3 separate regions of the Sus scrofa genome follow, and all the other regions are linked to region 1. Evidence: chromatin contacts called from public HiChIP or PLAC-seq data. All regions are on one chromosome and are shown on one strand. Each heading gives the region's core, a stretch centred on a gene start, on an enhancer-like site or on the middle of the called end of the contact. The rest is flanking DNA. Distances are from core to core; before and after follow the strand shown.

Region 1 (3,615 bases), core at 544-3,043:
CCCTGTGAATTAACTGGGTCTTGTTTTTGAAAGAACTGCTCCAGCCTGAATTTTTTCACCCAGAGACGTGGAGTCGCACATTTCACGTTCTGCTGTCTTTATTCCCTGTAAAAAAGAATCACTAAAACTTGAAAATAAAGCAAAAGTTGGGCTGCATGTCCTTTCAAAGTCACACTCAGGAATTATTTAACGAGTTCACCTGCGGATTATTTAATTTTATGGGAGAATGTATCTGTGTTTGACTTTGCTATTTATTATGTGATAGTAGCCCAGATACTGCAAAGTTCCATGTTAATCTGTATCTTTCTATCTGGTAGGAATGATAACCCTAAAGGTTACGGCTTAATAGCTTGTAGGACATTAACTGGTTTCTGCTGTAACCTAGCAATCATATTCTAACATTCCTTGGTTTTGAAAATGCTTTTCCTAGTGGATTATATAAACTCTTTTTTTTTCCAAATGTTTTTGGAATCTGCTTTACCATCTAATGGTTCCATCATAAATTAATGAACTGAGCAAAACCTTTAACACACACCCATTCTATATTTGAATGAGCGCCATGACTTTACCATTTTAACAATTACACTCTGATTTAGCTAACAGACCCCAGATCATTTTCCCCTCCCTTCTTCTGTGAGAGTCACCTAGGGACCCTACAGAATGCAGATTCTCACAGAAACTGATGCAGGGACATAAAGAACAGACTTGTGGTTGCCAATGGGGGGTTAGGGACAGGGATAGATTGGGAGTTTGGGGTTAGGGGACAAAAACTATTACATTTAGAAAGGATAAACAACATATAGCACAAGGAATGCTATCCAATCTCCTGGGATACACTACGATGGAAAAGAATATGAAAAAGAATGACACAAACTGAGTCACTTTGTTGTACAGCAGAAATTGGCACAACACTGTAAATCAACTACAATTTTTAAAAAAATTAAAAGAAATGCAGATTCTCCAGCCTACCACTCAAAAAATCTAATTCCACACATTTGGCGAGGGCCAAATCATATGTTTTTTTTTTTTTTTTTTTTGGCCACACAACACATGGACGTTCCCAGGCCAGGGATCAAACCCATGTCGCAGTAACAATCCAAGCCACTGCAGTGACGACTGCCAGGTCCTTAATGCGCTGCACCACAAGGGAACTCTGAACAATGTGCATTTTAAGAAGCACCCCAAGAGATTTTGAGGCTTGAGACACCTTGAGAAAGCCCCCCAGTGAACTGCGTGGCAGTGATGGCCCTAATACCGACTTGCCTCTCACTGTTCACTGTGGATAGACATGACTGGGGTTAAACCTGAGGCCTTGGGATGAACTAGGGTGCAAAAGTCCATTTTCCTAAACTTCAACTTGGAGATGGTGGTCAATCTCAAATGTTCATCCACCCACTGGCTGTATCAGAACAGGGGAGCTGACGTGACTGGGAATCTGAATATACTGGTTGAACCTCAAGAAACTGCTGATACTTAACCCTTTACTGACCTTACAAAAATGGCTACTTGCTGTGGTTCGACAATAGTTCCTCAGGCATTTCTAATTTGAAGCTAATTTGGGAATCAACTTGCGAATATGATAGTTGGGACGTGGACATTCCGATATCAGGGGAAAATGCTTCATAGCCTTCATCAGACCCAAAGCAAAACAAATTAAAGAATCTCTTCTCCAAAAAATGCACGAAGTACAACTTTATGCCTATAATCTAAGGGGATTTATGGACACCTTAAAACTTCAAGGATTCCAGGCTAACTCCATCTTACAAATTTCTTTCTGAAGGTTGCATTCTTTATGAATGAAGCTTTGCTGCCCCCTGCTGCCAAATGATTGTTTAGCTGGGTTTGCTCTGCTCATGCCTGACTTTGAACCTGCAATTTTGGAAGAGCTAAAACAAGCAAGCTGTCACCTCACACAAATTGGAACAGTCCAATCTGTGCAGGAATGGGCACCACAGGTCTATTTATTTATAATTCATGTGCTGCAATGAACTGTTGTTAGTGCAGGGTGTAGGGGAATTTTGTGCTTTGATAAACACTATGCATTATCTAGTTTAGAGGACAGCCTTGGGTTACTGGATTCTCACTCTCAGGAAGCTACTTTACAGCTCTGTCCTATAGATACTGAAAGCAATGCAAAATAATTCTTGTTTCTGGAAACAAAAATTATGTCCTGGGGGAGAGGATTGCTTGACTTTCCTCTTCTAGCAAGTAGATTCTTGTTTTTCCTCCATTTGGACATTCATGTAAATATTCTTGGTCTCTAAGTGTGTCTGTCCTTTGGATTCTCCAGGTTACAGCATCTGCCGGGTTCCCTCATTAAGAGTTAAATAAAATAGCACACACTCATTTGCTATCTGTATGAGAGCCATAATTTGACTCTTCTTTGAAAATTCTCCTTTAATGAAGTCCAGGATCATAGTAGAGATCTCTGATTCCTTTCCTTGAAAGCTCATAGTCCAATTAAGAAGAAAATGTCCCCAGTAATTCTCTGAGGTATTAGGAAATCTCCGTCCCTCTTCTCCCCATACCCTACCTGCCTCATTCAAGTAGCACACTACCTCTTTGCCTCAGGGGAGATAGATGGCAAAAGCCAAATCAAACAAGAGTTTGTAAATTGTTCTGGATTTTTTTTTTTTTTTTTGTCTTTTTAGGACCAAATCCACAGCACGTGGAAGTTCCCAGGCTAGGGGTTGAATCTGAGCTGCAGCTGCTGGCCTGCACCACAGCCACAGCAACACCAGATCCGAGCCAGGTCTGCGACCTACACGATAGCTCATGGCAATGCCAGATCCTTAACCCACTGAGTGAGGCCAGGGATCGAACCTGCATCCTCATGGATGCTAGTTGGGTACGTTACCACTGAGCCACAATGGGGACTCCTGGATCTTGTTTTACTAGCCCTTCAGTCCATAGAAGAATTCAGAGGAGCAGTGGAACCGGAGCTTTCCTTTAATAAAACTGACTACCTCAGGCTGAGTCAAGGAGAGAGAGGCAAGAACATCAGGAACAGCCAAGAGGCAAGACTGTGAGTGGGCAGGGGTGGGTGGGGTGGTGGCGTGAGGTGGGGGATGGGGCTGGAGCCCAGACTGGGTGGAACAAGAGCAAGGCACAGTCTGGAAGGCCCCACTAACCCCAGTGGACACTTGACTGTGTGTGTATGTGTACTTGGCCTCTAGCCTTCTGGGCTACTTTAAATCCTCAGATCTTGACTCTGGAGGCAAGGCATTGTGATAAACCCATTTGTGCTCTGGGGACTATATTTTATAAGTGAAAAAAGAACAGAAAATATCAGAATGCATCAGATGTACTAAAAGCAAGTGTTTGATAAACCTTTCATGTTAGGTGGGTACATATTATTTATTCATTTATCTCTATCTAGTCTAATTTATTGTGGGTAGTGAAAAAAAAATTCCAAAAACATGGACCCTAAAGGCATAAAAAACAGTCAATTTCAATTCTATTACTCTAATTGTATTCAGAAAACCTGCCTTACTTCCTTTCCATCTTTCACAATGGCTCCAAAGGAATCTCAAATCAGTTGGAAATAAATTCTACGTTCAGGCTCCTAACTAGTCTAAGAAGGAATGACTAGTTACCATCCTTAAGCCCTTTCGG
Region 2 (3,615 bases), core at 421-2,920, 180 kb before region 1:
GGTGGGAAGTGCTATCTCATTATGAGCAATCTTGTTTGGAAGTTGTGTGTGCCTCGCAAGCACTTTTGGTCACTTAGACTACTTATGTGCACTTGAGGTGATGGAGATTATGGGGGCTTAAGCCCTCAGTCTTCCCTTTGGTCCCACCCTTAAGTCCAGGCTTTATCAGAGGAACACCAGCAGTAGGTGGAGTAGGCCAAAGGGCTGTGGCACTTTAGGGAGAGGCCCCTGGTTTTCCATTTCCTCACTCCCAATTCATGAACTGAGATGAGGGCAGGTATCCAGGGAGACAGGGCTGCTCATCTTTATTGATCTGGTGCCACTTGCTCCAGGTCAAGGAGGGGCTTTAAAGTGACCTGATCATCTCACCAGGAAACTGCAGGCAAATTGAGGCCAGAAGACCTGAAAATGACAGATATGTGCTGGCTTGGAAATGCCCTCTGTGTCCAGATCGGGCATCACAAGCTGCATGATTCCAGGCTCACTTTGTATGAACAGTGTCTCGGGAAACACCAGTTTCAAAATAGGGAAATCTGACACAAAGATCTAGCTTTCCAGCTTTGCTTTAAAGATGGACGGGCCTGGCCATGCCATTCCTACCTTTTCACGTTACAACAGTTGCCTAGAGCTGAGCCCTGGCTGCCCCCAAACACTGGCACGAGTGCTTGAATCCCCACTGTCCCCATTGCTCTCTGCAGTGTCGCCGTTGGTCCTCTCTATACATTGGTCACCTGCCTTATCCCTGTGGATATTTGTTGGGTGCCCAACTTCCCTGAGGGACCTAATGGGGAAAACTTAGGCCATAATAGGTGGTGAGGCTGAATTTGGGTGTTTGAGATCCTGGGGTTCCAGCCATGCCCTTAGCATCTCCTCATGAGTCTAAGCAAATTGCAAGTGTAATGTGAGCGTCTAATTTGTCATTCATGCTTCTAGAGCAATTTTTATAAGCCACATAATTCTCTATGAGTTTTACATGTATTAACTCATTTAATCCTCACTAACCCAAGAATGATCCCAGTTTACAGGTGGAAAAACTAAGGCTGGGAGAAAAAAAAAACGGACAGTGCTTGGGTAATTAGTAGCAGGACCAGGATTTAAAGTCAGGAGCCTCATTTTGTGAGCTTGCTCCTACCTGGGTGTCTGGTTAATAAGGGGGTGCAATCGCTACTATGTAAGGAATGATCTGGTCTTAGCAATTGCGGCTGCCCTGAGGCCGGCACTGGAGGATTTGAAGAGATGACACCCTGATTTTTTTTCAGCTCTAACTTGTGGTGAGTCTCTGAAAACATGTTAAGAGAGGAGGCAAGGGAAAGGAAAGGGGTACTTGGCAATTTGCCATGCCCAGAAGACTGGCGCATACCCAGGTGCTCACCCCTGATGGGGTGTCGCCTGCTCCCCATTACAGAACACTGTGGGCTGGGAGTCTGAAGTTGCTCTCCCAGTGCTGACTGGCCGGGTGGCTGTGATTAGCAAAGTCCAGTGAGCATCAGGCCCGGGAGGGCACTGTGGCCTCATTCCCGTCCCCAGGAGTAACACAGAAGTGGCTGGTAACACGGAGCATTGTCCTCGCCCACACAGGGCCTCTTTGTCTCCTCGATGCACAGAGAGGAGGCCGTGACAATGGCCTTGAATGGCACTTTGCTCTCCTTTCTCCAATGTTACGCTTGTTTTTTTCAGTGCTGAAAACAGCTAAACAATTACTTCCTGCGGGGAGTGTCAGCTTTTCATCTTTTCCGCCTGCTCCTCTGGCAGTCCTCGGGGCCCCGAGCAGTGGGAGCTGAGTGGACACATGGGCCCAGGGAGAGCTGGGCTCCATGGAGGCTGAAAGGCTGTGGCACCTCACCTTTCCCTGGCCAGGTGGGACCTGCCCTGGAGGAAGGAACCAGACCAGGGAACGCAGGTGAGAGTCTGGAAGCAGCTGGTGGGGCGTGGGGGTTGGAGGTCACGGCTGCAGGTCTAGCCAGAGGAGGATGGCTTTCTGCTTTCAAGACACCCTGTTTGCTTGAGAGCCGCTGTCTGCTGGTAAACAAAGATGAAAAAGCTACTGAGGTCAAGTTCGGCAGCCTCTAGACTAGGGAAGCACTCTTCCTGTCTGATCTCCACTCCATGCCTTTGATGTCTTTGGGTGACCGGAAACGTCAAGGTCCCCGTGGGTTTGTTGAGATGACTAGTCCTCTAATGATAGCTGCCATCATGAAGCGCTAACTCTGTGTGTCGGACATGTAGACATATGACTATGTGGAGCTGACTGTCCTGATAGCAGTTATAGAAAATACAACGTGCTTTCCATTCTTGCCTGAGTGCCACCCAGGCAGCCTGGTGCTAGAATCTGTGCTGCACACCACCGTGCCTCTTGTGTAATGGTCTTTACAATAGACCGAGCTTACTGCAGGGTTCCACTTGGAAGGACTTTGATCTCTAATGATAACTATGTGTACTGAGTCCCTTACCTGGTGGCAGGCAAGGTTCTAAATGGTTTGCTTCTATTTCCTCATTAATTCTACATAATAACTCTCTGGGATGAGTTAACTTTAATCATCCCCTTTTTACAAATGAAGTACAGAGACATTAAGCAATTTACCCAGGATCGCACAGCTGTCTGGGGGCAGAATCAGGGTTTGAACACAATTCTGATTGAATACTCTGCAGGATTAGGTGAATCGAATGCCTGCCCAGCCCTGTGAGTAATGCTTGGTTTGCAGTGAGTCTCTTTGTCCGGGTCACGAGGCCTGGAGTGTGGCGTTCCGTCCCTGGCTTTGCCGAACAGCAGCACTGAGTTATCCATTTCAGAAACTCAGACGCTCTTAAATGGTTCGCCTGTTGTCCTCAGCTTTCGCCAAGCTCGAGAAGATGGAACTGCCCGGTGGGGACAGGGAGGGATTTGGAATGATAATCGCTCAATGTGTGTCACCTCTTCCTTGGCCAGAGACAGGCCAAGCTGCCACATAGGTGGGAGGACAGATGTTAAATAAACAGGACTCGCTGGCTATATGCAGGAAGCCAGCTTTATTTTTGTCTATCTCTGCCCCTTAATTTTTTTGTAGGGCCCTACTCTTTCCTTGCCCTGGGGTGAAAATTAGGGCAGGTCCCTGGCTCTTCTGCTTGCTTACCTTTCTAGTTTCAACAATGTCTCAGTTGAGTAATTGATACATCCAGGTCTGTGCAATAACCCAGACCTTCAAACTTCCTTCCAAGCGGACACTCCTCTTTGCCACCACCTCCCCTGCCTCTCGGGGGGAGCTGGGAAAGGGAGTCTGTTGTCAGTTTCTGGTTTCCCACCCAGTACTTCCACCTGGCTAACTGAGGCTTCTGCCCCCTGGTGGGAGAGGGGGAAGGAAGGGGAGCAGGAAGTTCTCACCTGGTTAACGCTGTGGGACGCTGGCATCCCCCTGGCTGGGCCTGGTAGGCAATTAACCTGATTCTTTGTCTCATGGTTGGATTTTGTGGATTCTTCAGAAAACCCTCTAAGCTGCCAGTCCCTTGAAGCAGGTGCCTGAGACTATTCTTAGTCCCCCTGCATCTGAGCAGTCTGTATTAGTCAGCCTGGACTGCCAAAGCTAATATACAGAGGGGGTGGCTTAAACTACAGAAATTTATGTCCTCAGAGTCCTGGAA
Region 3 (3,615 bases), core at 443-2,942, 140 kb before region 1:
AGCCTGGTGCCAACTTCTTATCTCCAAGATAGGGGTCAATCTTCCCCCACTGTGAATTCCTGGGCGGAGGTTGGTGACAGTTTCATTCTTTTAGGTAGAGGAGGGGCTTTCCGAACAAAGACTCTGCACAGTGGTCTATTCCAAATTCCTTCATTCCCCATCTGAAACCTCCCTAGATGGTTTACAGCTAAGGAGTTGAGGTATTTGGCCCGTATCACAACCTACCTTCTCAGTCCTGGGATCAGATCAGTCTGGTTAAACACTTGTGTGTCATTTCAGGAGGTGAGGGTACAGACGGAAGTAAGGCCACCACCAAAATTAGATCTTAATCAGGCATTTAATGAGGAGCATTCCCATGGAATCAAAAGAACAAAAGGAAAACAAAGATTAATGGTGGGAACCAATTATAAACCCAGTTATTTTTTTTCTTTCTCTTCTTTCTTTCTTTTTTTTTTTTTTTTTTTTTTTTTTTTTTTGATTTTTTAGGGTCACACCCATCACACCCATAGCATATGGAAATTCCCAGGCTAGGGGTTGAATCAGAGCTGCAGCTGCTGGCCTACACCACAGCCACAGCAACTCGGGATCCAAGCCTTGACTGCGACCTATGCCACAGCTCACAGCAATGCTGGATCCTTAACCTACTGAGCAGGGATTGAACCCACGTCCTCATGGATACAGTCGGGTTCGTTACCGCTGAGCCATGATGAGAACTCCCTTTCTTTCTTCTCTTTTTTTCTTAGTCCAGAGTGCCACCAATCGAGATTTCTAAGTATTGAGCTTGAAATGTCTTTGGGTGATAGAGGGAAGATGGTGGTGACAATGTCACGATCCTGCCATTGCCTTAAGGGGAACATGAAAAACACAGGTGTTCTAGTGACCTTTCCAAGTGTCCCAACCACTGTGCTGATATATCTTCTGAAATTATGTCAAATCATCCAGCTTCAGCTTTCGAAGCTTTAGGAAAAGGACCTTCCGGTCCTCAAGGATGCCAAGTCAAGAGGGTGGAAGAAAAATTGGAAATACTAATTTCTGACAAAATGTGTGAGATGCAGCCCAAGAGGTGAAATAAGCCCAAAGACCGGAATCCGATAACCCACAGGGTGGATTATAGTTTTCCATTGAAACATAAATTTTCTCCCTACAATCACCCCCATTCTGATCAAAGACAAATCAAGGTGAAATTACTCTCATTTTCAAAATAATGAAGTGAGCGGCAGCCACATGCTATAAGATGTGTACATTGTTCATTTAACTGGGGAGGCAAGACCCTGTTGGTCTACTTGAGGAACAAATTATTCTCAAGTAGGTGGTATTTATTTAGAAAGCAGGTACAATATGGTCTACTTACATGGGAGCTTTGACAGGGTAATTATAGGATATTAATAGAGTCAGAAAAACAGGTTCTCTGTAGTGCAGCTTGTGGTTAGCCCACTAGATAATAAGCCAAAATGAAAACCACTTTTCTTTATAAATATTTTCTTATTCAAAGTTTCCTTGATTTACAAGGCTTTGCCACAGTTGATCCAATTAGTGGGCTTTCTTGTAATTTTGAAGTGGAACTACTCTGATTGAATCTTGCATACCCCTCAAAACACAGTCAAAGAAATAAGCAGACGATGAGACATAAACAGAGGAAGAGGAACGGGTGGGGTGGGGAGGTGGCCAAGCCTTCTTGGTGAGAGGGCAAGTCTGGAAACTCCTTCCTGTAGAGCCCCTAAATGAGCTGACTTTGGACCCAGTGCGCCCCAGATATGGCTTATGTTACACCACTTCCATCATTTTTTTGCCATATCTGCACACCAACAAGGTATTGTTTACTTAATAAAATGCTTTCTATTTTTCAGGGAGTTCCCTTCATGGTTAACAAACCTGAGTAGGATTCATGAGGATGCCGGTGGCCTCACTCAGTGGGTTAAGGATCTGGTGTCACCATGAGCTGTGTTTTAAGTCGCAGATGTGGCTTGGATCTCATGTTGCTGTGACTGTGGTGTAGGCCTACAGCTATAGCTCTGATTCAACCCCTAGTCTGGGCACTTCCATATGCCTTGGGTGAGGCCCTAAAAAGCAAAAAAAAAAAAAAAAAAAAAAAAAAAAAAAAAAAAAAAGATAGATTCTATTTTTCAAAGTTAAATTTACTTGGAAAGGAAGACCATACTAATTGTAAATGAAAATTTAGAATTTCACTTCCAGTTGCTCAAGGGTTTTTCTGTTTTGCTCACTGCTGTATTCCCTTAGTGCCTAATAAAGTGCCTGGTATGTACTCAAGGTTTGTTGAATGAATAAATGTCATTATCATCAATAGAAAAGCCAGTATTTCTCTAAGATACATTGTCAGTATATAGCTATCACAAGTGATTAAAAACATTCATCAGCTTCCCATGGAAAATCTTGCATGCCACCAGCAGTGTATATTATGCTCCACATTTCCTAGCGCACATAGGAATTGTCACTGCAGAAATGATCTCATTTCATCATTTACTTGCTCACTAGAAAAGCAACTCCATTCATAGCGGTTTTGTCCATCCCTGTATCTCTAGCACCTAGCACAATGTGGGGCACATAACAGGTATAATAAAACAACCAGGAATGAATGAGTTTTACCTCAGTTTAATTCTGACAGCTACTCTAGCATGTAAAGTATTATTCCCATTTTTATATAGATAAAGAAACCAAGGCACAGAGGAATGAAATAACTTGTCCTAGGTTGCAGTGCTGCTAACTGAAGGAGCCAGGATCTGAAGCCAGGCGGTCTAACTCAGGATTCCTCCATTTATTTATTTATTTATTTAGTCTTTTTAGGGCTGCACCTGCAGCATATGGAGGTTCCCAGGCTAGGGGTCCCATTGGAGCTGTAGTTGCTGGCCTACGCCAGAGCCACAGCAATGCTGGATCCAAGCCGTGTCTGTGACCTACACCACAGTTCACAGCAACTCCAGATCCTTACTTAACCCACTGAGCGAGACCAGGGATTGAGCCCGCAACCTCATGGTTCCTAGTTGGATTCGTTTCCCCTGCTACCACGATGGGAACTCCTTATTTATTTATTTTTTATTAAAATATGGTTGATTTACAATATTGTTATTTTTTTTTAAAGAAAATTTTGGCCACACTCACAGCATGTAGAAGTTCCTGGGCCAGGGATCAAACCCACACCATGGCAGTGACCTGAGGCAGTGACCCAAGCCACAGCAGTGATAACACCTGATCCTTATCGTTAGCCTACCAGGGAACTCCAGAAGCCCTCCTTTTAAAACATTACAGGATATTATTTGACTTCGTCTGGACCAGCCTGAGCCACCAAGCTTAGATTTTAGCTAGATCAATTAAGAAGTGATAACTTTTTTCAATATTTTCAAAGTACATTATACTCTATGTTTTGGGTTTTTTTAATTTTTATTTTAACTTTTTTTAATCCCAGATATTAGATTTTTCCCTCAATCCAGGTTTCAGCACATGCACATTTGTAGTGGTTAATCTTATGCATCAACTTGATTGGCCAGAGGGTACCCAGATATTTGATTAAACAGTATTCTGGGTGTGTCTATGAGGGTGTATTTTGGATGAGATTAACATCTGAATCCATAGACTGAGTAAAGCAGATTGCCCTCCCTA

What was found. HiChIP or PLAC-seq counts read pairs in DNA pulled down with a chosen protein or histone mark.
Region 2: a contact with region 1 is called in an H3K27ac HiChIP or PLAC-seq map of alveolar macrophages. The contact joins the promoter of PRR5L here to the enhancer-like site in region 1. A contact is called at or near these places in 3 of 5 promoter capture datasets (fetal skeletal muscle and liver), 5 of 47 Hi-C or Micro-C datasets (alveolar macrophages, embryonic fibroblasts, epiblast stem cells and 2 more) and 2 of 2 datasets of contacts at active chromatin or transcription factors (alveolar macrophages and skeletal muscle).
Region 3: a contact with region 1 is called in an H3K27ac HiChIP or PLAC-seq map of alveolar macrophages. The contact joins two enhancer-like sites. A contact is called at or near these places in 1 of 5 promoter capture datasets (liver), 29 of 47 Hi-C or Micro-C datasets (adipocytes, adipose tissue, alveolar macrophages and 15 more) and 2 of 2 datasets of contacts at active chromatin or transcription factors (alveolar macrophages and skeletal muscle).

The regions. Positions count from the first base shown.
Region 1 is chr2:24,629,774-24,633,388 of Sscrofa11.1, reverse strand. No RefSeq gene overlaps it. Among named protein-coding and RNA genes, the nearest start is that of TRAF6, 23 kb to the right of the region's middle. Within about 2 kb of position 1,793, at least 2 of the 83 cell types and tissues checked have an H3K27ac peak or open chromatin away from gene starts, as enhancers often do. A contact at or near this core is called in alveolar macrophages, where this site is marked.
Region 2 is chr2:24,810,697-24,814,311 of Sscrofa11.1, reverse strand. It overlaps PRR5L (proline-rich protein 5-like), which reads left to right and starts at 1,670. Exons shown (of 11, transcript XM_021083180.1): 1 at 1,670-1,900.
Region 3 is chr2:24,772,593-24,776,207 of Sscrofa11.1, reverse strand. All of the region lies in intron 2 of PRR5L (proline-rich protein 5-like), which reads left to right. Among named protein-coding and RNA genes, the nearest start is that of PRR5L, 38 kb to the left of the region's middle. Within about 2 kb of position 1,692, at least 1 of the 83 cell types and tissues checked has an H3K27ac peak or open chromatin away from gene starts, as enhancers often do. A contact at or near this core is called in alveolar macrophages, where this site is marked.